Regions from separate parts of the Mus musculus genome. Here regions 1 and 2 are each linked to region 3. The links are chromatin contacts, called in public Hi-C and promoter capture Hi-C maps. All regions are on one chromosome and are shown on one strand. The core of a region is the stretch at or near the end of the contact, and the rest is flanking DNA. Distances in the headings are between cores, read along the strand shown.

Region 1 (3,419 bases), core at 582-3,081, 3.0 Mb before region 3:
GTTCACTAAAGGTTTCTCTTTATGGCTTGTGTCACAAGCTGCCATTCCTCAGGGGAAGAGGAACAGGCAGAAGAGCAGTGGCCTGGACCTGAAAGTGGTCCCCTGTTGTACAGATGGGCAAAGCATTCCCTGTGTGAGTTTCAGCTGCACACACAAGTGGATTCGGTGCATGCAAGGGCTGCTAAAGACCCCGAGGACAGGTTGTTCCCAGTCCCATCCTAGCCAGACAGCACTGCACGAGTCCTCTGGAATCTGGGTATGCAGAGGCTAAGAGATTTTGAATTTATAGAATCAACTCCCTGTTCCATGAAGAAATGAATGTGCTTCTCATAGAAACAGAGTACGGATACGTTATTATGAAAATATCTCTCCCATGCCAAGAGACTAGACCTTTTGTTGAGACTCACAATGGAGTTAATAGTGGAGCTGAGGTCGCTTAGTACTCAAGGCTGACACCCTGCTGTGTAACCCACCTTTGAGAGAACAGTGTCACAACCAACCTTACTCACCTTGAATTTCCCGTGTAGTCGTCATTGAGCACCTAAACTAAGGCCTAGCTGAGATCTTAAGTTATGCACTCTTTCAGGTCCCAGACCCAGAGAGCCATGCATGTTTGTTTGTACTCGTGCTGTGATAGTCATGTGCTGAAAACTGAATAGGTTAAAAAAAAAAAAAAGACCTTATACCAAACATCTGCCGTAAGTGTCAGCAGCAGCAGATACTGCTTGATCTATTTGCAGTTCTGTCAGCAATCTGGGTAAGTTGGAGTAAATAAATTAATTCCTTGTAAAACTCTGTTAAAAATTTCCATAAAGTATCCCACAGTCTTTCCTCACATGACACTTCCTGTGCTGTTGAAATAAAGAGCAAAGCCCTTTGTTATGGACAGACAGGTCAGCCAGTGCTCGTGTAGGCACCGATCAGACACATTTGACTACAGATAGGGGAGAAATGACAAGCTAGAGAGAGAGGGAAGACAGAGAGAAGTGGAAATCTTAAATCTGGACTCTGTCTTGGTCAAACTTTCTTAATGTATCACAGGCATATATCGGTGACTTCTGAGTTCATCAAGGGTGCATTTAACTGTCATGAAACAGATTATTGGCTGAATAAATGGACCAATGGCACAGGGAGGCTCACTTATTTCTGGTCCTCTGAGTGTTGCTTGCTATTATCCCTGTATGCGTGACTGCAGTGATTCCTGACTTACTGAGAGCCACACATGGGATAGTCATGCTGAGCATCCTGAACATCAGATGGGCTGCTGTTTGATGTGTTCTGTGGGAAGAAAAAGGCTTTGAAGAGCTTGATGTGGGTGGGCAGATCTCTCAAATAATAAAGGACTTTCAAGATAGCTAGTGGAGCCAAGCCAAACTAAACCAAGCCAAGCCAAACCAAGCCAAACCGAATGCAAACTCAAACCCAACACACCTGTTCCTTCCCATTCAAGGTCTTAAGGTTTACGGGCGGCAAAATCATTACTATGCCACTAGATGGCACTGCTAACCCACACTTGCTTGACTGAACGGGTTTCTATGGTAACAAGCTTACAAATTTATGGGAGAGAATTGGCCTTGTCCTCTGGCCTGTGTGTGTGTGTGTGTGTGTGTGTGTGTGTGTGTGTGTGTGTGTGTGTATGGGTTTGAGTGTTCAGAAGCCTGATGTCTGCACAGGGACTGTTGACGTAGCGCTGTCAAAGAGACAGAGAATCAAGTAAACATTCTACTGTGTACGGAAGGGAGAGCAGAGAAAGCACTGCTCCTAATGCCTGGTGGCTCTCGGACTGAGATCTTTGATGCACGTAGCAAGGAAGTGGCTCTGAAGCAGGCTGGGAGCCGAGTAGGCTGCGGTCTGCATTTGCTCTTGAGTGAAAGTCATTGTAGTAGCTCAGGCAGGGGTGTGTGTGGGAGCTGCTTGAACTGACAGTGTCCTGTGGAGGCAATGCTGGGAGTCATTCCATCTGCCCACACATCCAGCCCTCTCCATTGCTGGATGTATAGACATTCATGGTGTCCCTCTCTTGGAAGTGGGCATCTCACGCTCTCTGTATAAGATGCGTTTCCGGAATATGGTGCTGTCAGCATGTCATCAAACGACCACACTTTTCTCTGCTGCTCCCTACCCTGAAGCTGCTGCTTGGGTTTCTAGAGCTAGGCAGGAAGTACTTCTCATGCGCACGAGAATTCTGGGGTGCCGTGCATGGGGCGGCCAGGGGAGTGAAGGCACCCACTGGGGATCCAGTTTCTCAGTGGCAAGGGAGCTTGTGGGCAGACCTTCTGTGTGGGTCCTAATGGAGCCCTGAGTCCCAGGATGGAACCAGAGCAGTGTGCTCATGTCATAGGCTTGGTAGCAGTGGTTGGGCCAGGTCATCTAGATTTAGAATTTGTGCTGCTTGTTTTTTTTTTTTTTTTTTTTTTTGATGATTCTAGTCTATATACTTATATGAGACATTGAGACATTATTTAATTTTAGATTTTAGCCCTCTTAGAGGAAAGAGAAGAAGAGGATGGAGTCAATACAAGAATTCTACAATGAAAACCCCATCATTGGAGTTTAGTCTGGGTAACTGTTATGGCTATTTTCTAGAATAGTTTAAAAATGGAAATATCTTGAAATAACATCAGAATGACAGGAAAGTTAGAAGACTATGAAATTTGTCATTTATTTTTCTCCCATCCTGCCAAAAGTTAGCCCCTTCTTGTATGATACAGGTAATTTTTCTGGTATTTAAGTTTTTCTCTTGTGAGACAGTGCCTTGGTATCTATCCCCTACTTCTTGTCATGGGCACCTTCTTGCCTCAGTTTCCTAAGTGCTGGGGGTATGGGAGTGGGACACCTTGCATGGCTCAAAGGTATGTAGTTGCTTAAGTGACATTTAAAAAAAAGTATGATATGACATCTCCTTGTGTTTAATTATTTTAATCACACTTTACTAAGAACAAGAAAATTCTCTCATAAAACTACATTACAATTATCAAAGGCAGGAAACTGGGCTAAGGAGGTCGCTCTGTTAGCAAAGGGCTTGGCTTGCGAACATGAGCACCAGAGTTTATGCCTCAGAATCAGTAAGACGTTGGGTGTGGTGGTGATGCCAATAATCCCAGTCTTAGTTAGGGTTTTACTGCTCTGAACAGACACCATGACCAAGACAACTCTTATAAGGACAACATTTCATTGGGGCTGGCTTACAGGTTCTGAGGTTCAATCCAATATCATCAAGGCAGGAGTATGGCAGCATTCAGACAGGCATATTTTTTTTCTTTACCCATATTTCCTCAACGATAATATCTTGCAAAAGAATTAGCACAATGCTCCAGCTAGGGCTTTGACATTGATGCTGCAAGATACAGGGGAAGTGCCCTGTCCACTTATGTCCTTCCCATACAGAAGCCCTCTTAGCCCCTGGCCCATGGGTTCTC
Region 2 (3,617 bases), core at 106-2,605, 2.7 Mb after region 3:
TGAAGAATTAGCTCATAAGATTATGGAGGCTTCTGTGGTTAGCAAACTGAAGGCCTAGGATGGTGAAGGCCAACAGATCAAATACAAGGAGGACAAAGATTTCAGTTTTAATCTGAAGGAAGGACAAAGCTTGGCATCTGAGCCGAAAGGCTCCAATGGAGCCAGAATGGACAAAGATCCTCTCCTAGGAATAAAGTGCATTTAAAAAGGAGATATGCATATGCAGGCATTCTTTACCAAGGTGTGGTTTAGCTGCCCCTCATCTCAAGGTCCTTCCCAACAGGTCTTGTCATCTCCAGGAATAGTTACTTGCTCTGGAGGGCACAGCTTTTTAGCATAGATAATCACTTCTTCTGAGGACAGGTGTGACCTCTTCTTCAAGGTTCACCTTGCCTTAGATCATAAAGGTTTTTATGGCTGTCTGTTGTTCTCGGAATCTAAGGTGGCTGCAGGTTTAGAACTGGCATCTTTAGGGCTCATGTGAGGAAATGCAGCAGCACTTTCTATTGGCTTGTTATAATACCCCGGCGGCATGCTTTCAGTAGTGAGGCCATCCTGCTTAGCCTTGGTGCACATATATTGTAGACAAATTCCCTCTCTAGGTCTCAAATCCTTGCTGTCAGGATGATGCTTGGCATAGACTGGCTTGGAAAGCAGAAATATTTAGGCACTCCCCCTCTCCCCCATCTCAATATACCAACAACACAGCAGATACTCAGTAAGTTTACTATATTGACAAAAATAAATGTGTCTGCGATCTAGTTTTTGACACCCCAGAGCCCTCAGTAAGTAAATATTGAGTTCAAATAGAAGTTTGATCTTGCCAGTATGTTTGTTTCAGGAGCCACATACTTAATAGGATCCTGTTGAGGGAAATTCTCATTGTAATGTTGAGAACTAAGATAGGGGCTTGAGAGATGGCTCAGCAGCTAAGAATTACTATTTTTAGAGAGTGCATTAAGCTGTTAACAGCCCCATAGAGTATTCAGTTCTAGGGGACATGACGCCCTCTTCTGGCATCTGTACTAAGGTGTGATGTCGTCCTGCCCATGTATACATGGGCTTAAAAATAAAATCTTTGCCGAACATAGCGGCTGTATGCCTTTAATGTCAGCACTCAGGAGACAGAAGCAGGGTGGTCTCTTACGAGTTCAAGGCTAGCCTGGTTCACTTAGAGAGTTCAAGGTTCGCCGGTGTTGTAAAAGGGAGACTTTGTCCCGCCTCCCCGAAAAGACTTTCCATTGGCTTTCACTTAACCAACTCCAGACAGCCTCCCTCACACAGCCTATCAGAATGAGGGGGCGGGAGCTTCTGCGCCTCTGACTGACAGTAGCGGCTCCCGGAAAATGTCGTGGCCTGTCGCAGTCTAAGGGTGTGCGGCTGCCATGGACAGCGAGCAGCCCGACAGCCTGGATGGCTGGGTTCCGCTGCGTGAGGACCTCTTCCCGGAGCCCGAGCGCCATCAGCTGCGTTTCCTGGTGGCCTGGAACGCCGCGAAGGGCCAGTTCGCCGTCACCTGTCACGACCGCACGGCGCAGCGGCGGCGGCGCGAGCGGCGGGAGGCCGGCGACGGGGGATGTAGCTGGGCCGGGGTGCTGTCGCCCGCCGGGTTCCGCGGCGCGCACCGGCAGCTGGCGGCGCTGTGGCCGGCCCTGGAGCCCTGCTTCCCGCCGCTGCCGCCCGAGCTGGACGCGGCGAGCGGCGCGGGCTGGGGCCTGGGACGCGGGCTGTGGGCCCTCCTGTGGCCGCTCCTGTGGCCGGCGCCTGCGGACCCTGGCGACTCGGCGCTGCAGGAGCTGTGCCGGCAGCTGGAGCACTACCTGGGCCTGGCGGCCGAAGGATGCGGCGGCGCCACCGTGCGCGACGTGCTCTTCCCGGCCCCGGGTGACTCGGCAGACTGCGAGGGCCTGAGCGAGTTCCGCGAGAGGACGCTGCGCGCTCGCCTGGGCCAAACGGCCACCCGGCTGCACCAGGTATGAGGCCCCGGGCCGAGGGCGGGTCCGCGGGACACTCGTGATGCGCACCGGGCGTCGCTGGTGCACCTGCGCCTCTGTTGAGAGAGAGTGGGGACCTTGAAGTTGAAACACGGTGGTGGTGGTGTTTTGTGTTTTTTTGTTTTTGTTTTCTGCTAGGATTATCAGAGTTCGGCTCCGCGCCGCCTGGCTCTCTTGGTTTGTTGTTGTTGTTGTTGTTTTGGTTGTTTGTTTTTGTTTTTGAAACAGGGTCTCAATCTGTGGTCCAGGCTGGCTTTGAACTCAGGACATTCCTCTGCCTCAGCCTCTCCAGTCCTGGGGTTAGGTAAAAGTTTACTTGCAGTTCTGAGCCAGGCTCTGCGCTTCACCTTTTCCCTGTTCTGGGCAGAGCAGGATGTTGTAATGGGAAAGGCCAGAAATATGAAAGTAAAACTGAAAACAAGGCATGTCCGTCGGAATAAAAACATAAGCTAAGTGGAAGCAATTTGGGGTTCTCCGGAGAAGATGAGGGATGGCTAAAACTGTCTGAGGATGAATGACATTTAAAAGATAGTTTTATTATTTTTTCTTCAAGCAATAAGGATTTTTATTATTATCTTCAAGCAGATGGAAAGCCCTCGGGGAGTGAGGCTTTACTCATCTGCCTTTAATGGCAACAACAAGAAGGCTCTTTTGGACCAGATAATTTGAGACACACACATTCATTATTTGTGTGGTAAACTTAACAGACCCTAAAGAGTGGGGACTTTTCACTTCACTGGAAGATTTAGGGAGAATGTATAAGTTTTACCCAGCAACAATTTCACGAAGAGAGCCAAGTTTCAGAGCTTCATTCCACATTCTGGACACTCCTCGGACATTTCCTGTTTTTCCTTATTGAGCCACGGTTCCAGTGTGTTTTCTGTTGCTCTGCTAAACACTCTGACCAGAAGCGACTCTGGGCAGAAAGGGCCTATTTGGCTTACAGGTTACATTCCATCATCAAGGGAAGCCAGGATAGGTTCTGGAGCACAGATATGGACGAAGGCTGGTTACTGGCTGTATGGCTACCTTTCTTAGCCCGGGACCACCTGCCCCCAGGTACCCACATTTGCTAGCAAGCAAGAAAAGGCTAATCTGATGGAGGCAGGCTAATCTGATGGAGGCAGTTGCTCTTGTGCTTCCCCTTCCCAGGTGTCAAGTACACAACTGAAGCTAACCATGAGTCATCATTAATTAAGCAGTGGTTTTGCTGTGTTTCTTTTGAGGAAGGGGAGGTGTATTCAACCATATAGCAAAATCTTGATTGTTGTATATTATCTTAAGCTAAATCTAGAATGAGTCTTTTAAAACTAAAATGGCTTTTAGAAGGATTCTGTTTGTGGGATCTTTGTTTTGAGACAGGGTCTCATATAGCCCAGGCTGTCCTGGAACTCACCATGTAGCTCAGGATGCCCCCATACTCTGATGACTCTCCTGCTTCCACCTCTGAAGGACTGGGAGTATAGGCTTTTGTCAGCAGCCCTGGCTCAGCTGGGATCACCTTACTCTATAAACTCACACACCTACTCCTCATGGTGTTGACTTCACTTTATACTATGAGGAAACTATGGGAGACTTTTCGGGCCAGCCAGCGTTTGGTCCTTAGCCTGATCATTTATATCA
Region 3 (3,608 bases), core at 213-2,712:
ACCCACCGCACAAAGAAACTTCTCTAATGAGGTCTGGGGCTGCACCAGCAGAATGTTTGAGTATACGGATTTTAAGGGCAGATTGATGCTGTCAGTTTAGCAAAATAGTAGATTTGCTTCTGGGGCCCATGAGCTCCTCCGGCTTTCCCTTTTTAAACTTACTTTTAAAAACCTGTTTTGTGTGTAAGTGTGTGTGTGCATGGAGGGGCAGGGGCTGAACACACATATGCAGGCTAAAGGACAACTTCAGGGACTTTCTTTCTTTCTTTCTTTCTTTCTTTTTTTTTGGTTTTTCGAGACAGGGTTTTTCTATGTAGCCCTGGCTGTCCTGGAACTCACTCTGTAGACCAGGCTGGCCTCGAATTCAGAATCTGCCTGCCTCTGCCTCCCATGTGCTGGGATTAAAGGCGTGGGCCACCACCGCCTGGCTCAGGGAGTTTCTTGTTGATTGGGGTATCTCGTTTCTGCCTACCCTAGCTGGCCAGAGAGCTCCAGTTAGTTTTTCTGTCTCCATATATCATCTAACTGTAGGAGTTACTGAGGTCACAGATAAATACCACTGCATCTGGCTCGCCTGCCCTCCCTCCGTCTTCTTCTTCCTCTGTCTCTCCCTCTCCCCCTCTCTACCTCTCTCCTCTGCGTAGCTTTGGCTATCTTGGAACTTGCTCTGTACACCAGTCTGTCCTGGAACTCGGAGATCTACCCGCCTCTGCCTCCGGAGTGCTGGGATCAAAGGTGTGTGCAACCACGCCCAGAGCTGCCTAGGCTAAGAAGGTTCAGGGATCAAATTCAGATTGTCAGGATTACAGAGAGAGCAAGCACCTTTTTTACCGCTGAGCAACTCTCCCATTCCTAAAAAAAAAAAATCACAAAGGAATACTTAAGATGAGTGTGGTGGCAAAACGCGTGATCCCAGCACTAGGGTGGCAGAGGCAAGAGGCTCATTCACAGCTAACACAGAAAAAGCGAGGACATTATGTGAACTTGACACTAGAAAAAAAAAAAAAAGAAAATGAGAGGACAGCTTGAGATCCTGTCTCAAAAAACAAAACAAAAAATAAACAAACAAAAAACCCAAATCAAATAAATATTGAAAAAGCAGTGCAGAAGAAGCAAACCTGATTTTTTTTCCCCCAAGTTTAACGAATACTGTATTATTTCACGGACTTCTCACAACCCCAAGCCTGGAGGGGCTGCAGTTCCCCGAGGCAGATCGGGATGTGCTCTTTGAGGCTTTAAGTCTTTGAAGGTTGCGGTTCACTAGGCGTCGGGTCAGAAACCGGACGTTCCATTCGGTTTTATGCTAACCTCCTAAACGCTGCCCTATCCCGGCGCAGGCCACGCCCTCTTCCTTCGGTAGCCCCACCCCTTCCAGTTGGCACACTTACTGAGGAGGAGCAGGATCAACCAATCAGAAGAGTCCTTAGGCGGGCGCTACGCCCCAGAGAACCAATAGACAGGTAGCCGAAGCCGGGCTTGTCCGGGCAAGGAGCTTCCGCACCCGGCAAGGGTTCCACGTGAAACCTGGGAAAGCGCGGCCGGGTTTTCAGGTGAGCTAGGGGACGGCCACAGGGAGTCCCGGGCCGCCCGTTTCTGTCGCCAGCCGCCTGTGGCTCTCGGGACGGGTTGGTTTGCAACTAGGCCGGGGCGCGGCCTCACGTGGTCCTGGCCGGACTCGGGGCCGGTGGGCCTCAGGGGACGGCGCGGACGTTGAGCGTCCTCTGGACGCCTCAGCTGGTGAGCGCGGACTGTCCTCGTACTTTTGTTTTGTTTTGTTTAAAATTGGTCTGGTAAGCTTTTGGGCAGCATCGGGGACCTTTATTGCGCCACCCTTTCTCAAACTGGGATGATTATCGCAATCGTGACTTGAGGGTGGGATCTCGGGTCCTAATCCCCAAACTTTGCCTTCTACCTAGAACGGTTGATGCCATCCGGTTACTTTGTGCTAGAACAGGGTCTCGACAGACAGACAGAGACCTGGGCATGGCAGGCAGGGCATGGCAGGTGGGGCCCTTATGACAGTGACGTTTCTGGCTTTGTAGCTTCTTGGGAGCCTTCTCATCTGGAATCCTCTTGGGTCAGGGACCCTCACTTGAAGGCCACGTGCCTACCATACTGACCAGAGTTAAGATATGGAATATTTGTACGTGGCCTTGTTGAAAGGACTGTGTCCTCTTCTCTCCAACTAAGCTGAGCTCCATTCAGGGCTGCAGGCTGTGGACGTTCTCTTTGTAATTGTTGGTTCTGACATGTTCACAGGGTGAGGGACTATAGGAAATGGCTGCTTTTTATCTCTTAACACAAATACAAAAGTACAGAGACTTTTTCTCAAGGGGACCTGATTTTAGCTTCTTTCAGACCTTGCCGGCAGGGACAGGAAAGTCTATGATCAGCAGGGTTAGCACAGGTCTTCTTAGCCAGATTTTCTCCCTTTGAGGTGTGGTTTGTGGAAATGAGGAGGTTGCTGACAACCTGTTTTTAAAAGAGGGGGTGCTATTTGGAGAGTGAACGAGCAAGCTGAGAGCCATTGAGTCAGCATGGGTCACTGGGCCTCCCCCTGGCTAAGTGGACCTTTACTCACACACATGCTGGCATCAGCAAACACAGGACTGGTCTTTCCTCCTATCTTACTGCTACTTACCCTGTGTCTTGATTAGGGGTTTACTGCTGTGAACAGACACCGTGACCAAGGCAACTGTTACAAGGACAACATTTAATTGGGGCTGGCTTACAGGTTCTGAGGTTCAGTCCATTATCATGGTGGGAGCATGGCAGCATCTAGGTAGGCATGGTGCAGAAGGAGCAGAGAGTTCTATATCTTCATCTAAAGGCAGATAGAAGACTGGCTTCCAGGCAGCTAGGATGAGAGTCTTAAAGCCCACGCCCACAGTGACACTCCTCTAACAAGGCTAGACCTCCTAATAGCGCCACTCCCTGGGCCAAGCATATACAAGCTTTCACACCTGTGATAATATTGCTCAGGCCCCTAGTCTGAGCTCATCCTCCGATGAGATAGCTGTGATGGCCCCTGCAGTCTTCCAGTGACTCCATATCCTTCTCCATTCCATTCCACCTGTCTCCACGCCCCCTGCTTCCTAGCTGTTTACCAGCACCAAGCTCTTTGCTCTGTGCCTGTCAGGTTTCTCTTCTCTGAACACTTCCTACCCTGGGCTGCCTGGTCCATCCATCCAAAATCCTGCAGCATCTCCTCTGGCCGGGCTCTCCTTAATTCAGTGTATCTTTCTGGTGACTGTCTCTTCCTGTCAGTCCTATTGATCTGTGGTTAGGAGGACCTTGAGCTCTGCAGTGTCCTCCAGGCCTGTCGCTGTGAGGCCCAGCCTGGGCTTCTGAAGCAAGTCTGCCATGAGAGAGGGACAGCAGACACAGTGGGGCTCTGCAGCTCGCTCACCTGAGGGAGCTCTGAGGAGGAATGCCTGTTGTCTGTGGAGGATAAAATCCAGTGTATTGGAGTACACAGGGTGGATTCCTTTGCTCTCCTCATAGGCAGTTAAAGTCCTGGGTCAGTGCTGCTGGGTACAAATTTTACAGACCCACCTGGGTGCCTTGGCCTCCCTCACTTGACCAACAGATACGAGGCTAAAACACCA

Evidence for each region. A called contact is a pair of places that touch in the nucleus more often than the background predicts. Capture Hi-C pulls out chosen DNA fragments and counts their contacts.
Region 1: a contact with region 3 is called in a Hi-C map of CD8 T cells, with 5 times the contacts expected there. The contact joins the enhancer-like site here to the promoter of Aen in region 3. A contact is called at or near these places in 13 of 39 promoter capture datasets (the 3T3-L1 cell line, 3T3-L1-derived adipocytes, cranial neural crest and 8 more), 1 of 15 datasets of contacts at CTCF or cohesin (large pre-B cells), 33 of 484 Hi-C or Micro-C datasets (the AML12 cell line, B cells, CD4 T cells and 20 more), 11 of 115 datasets of contacts at active chromatin or transcription factors (astrocytes, embryonic basal ganglia, embryonic forebrain and 8 more) and 2 of 9 other capture datasets (embryonic stem cells and liver).
Region 2: a promoter capture Hi-C map of liver shows a contact between it and region 3, with 3 times the contacts expected there. The contact joins the promoter of Whamm here to the promoter of Aen in region 3. A contact is called at or near these places in 1 of 39 promoter capture datasets (pre-B cells) and 1 of 9 other capture datasets (liver).

The regions. Positions count from the first base shown.
Region 1 is chr7:75,908,665-75,912,083 of GRCm38.p6, forward strand. No RefSeq gene overlaps it. Among named protein-coding and RNA genes, the nearest start is that of Klhl25, 62 kb to the left of the region's middle. RefSeq lists an enhancer at 1,319-2,018. Within about 2 kb of position 1,832, at least 92 of the 459 cell types and tissues checked have an H3K27ac peak or open chromatin away from gene starts, as enhancers often do. A contact at or near this core is called in CD8 T cells, cerebellum, cortical neurons and 3 more, where this site is marked.
Region 2 is chr7:81,569,937-81,573,553 of GRCm38.p6, forward strand. Whamm (WAS protein homolog associated with actin, golgi membranes and microtubules) reads left to right here and starts at 1,356. Exons shown (of 10, transcript NM_001004185.3): 1 at 1,356-1,973. The coding sequence starts at 1,386.
Region 3 is chr7:78,894,465-78,898,072 of GRCm38.p6, forward strand. It overlaps Aen (apoptosis enhancing nuclease), which reads left to right and starts at 1,463. Exons shown (of 4, transcript NM_026531.5): 1 at 1,463-1,550. Gm39039 (a long non-coding RNA gene) reads right to left here and starts at 1,318. Exons shown (of 2, transcript XR_882236.1): 1 at 1,119-1,318.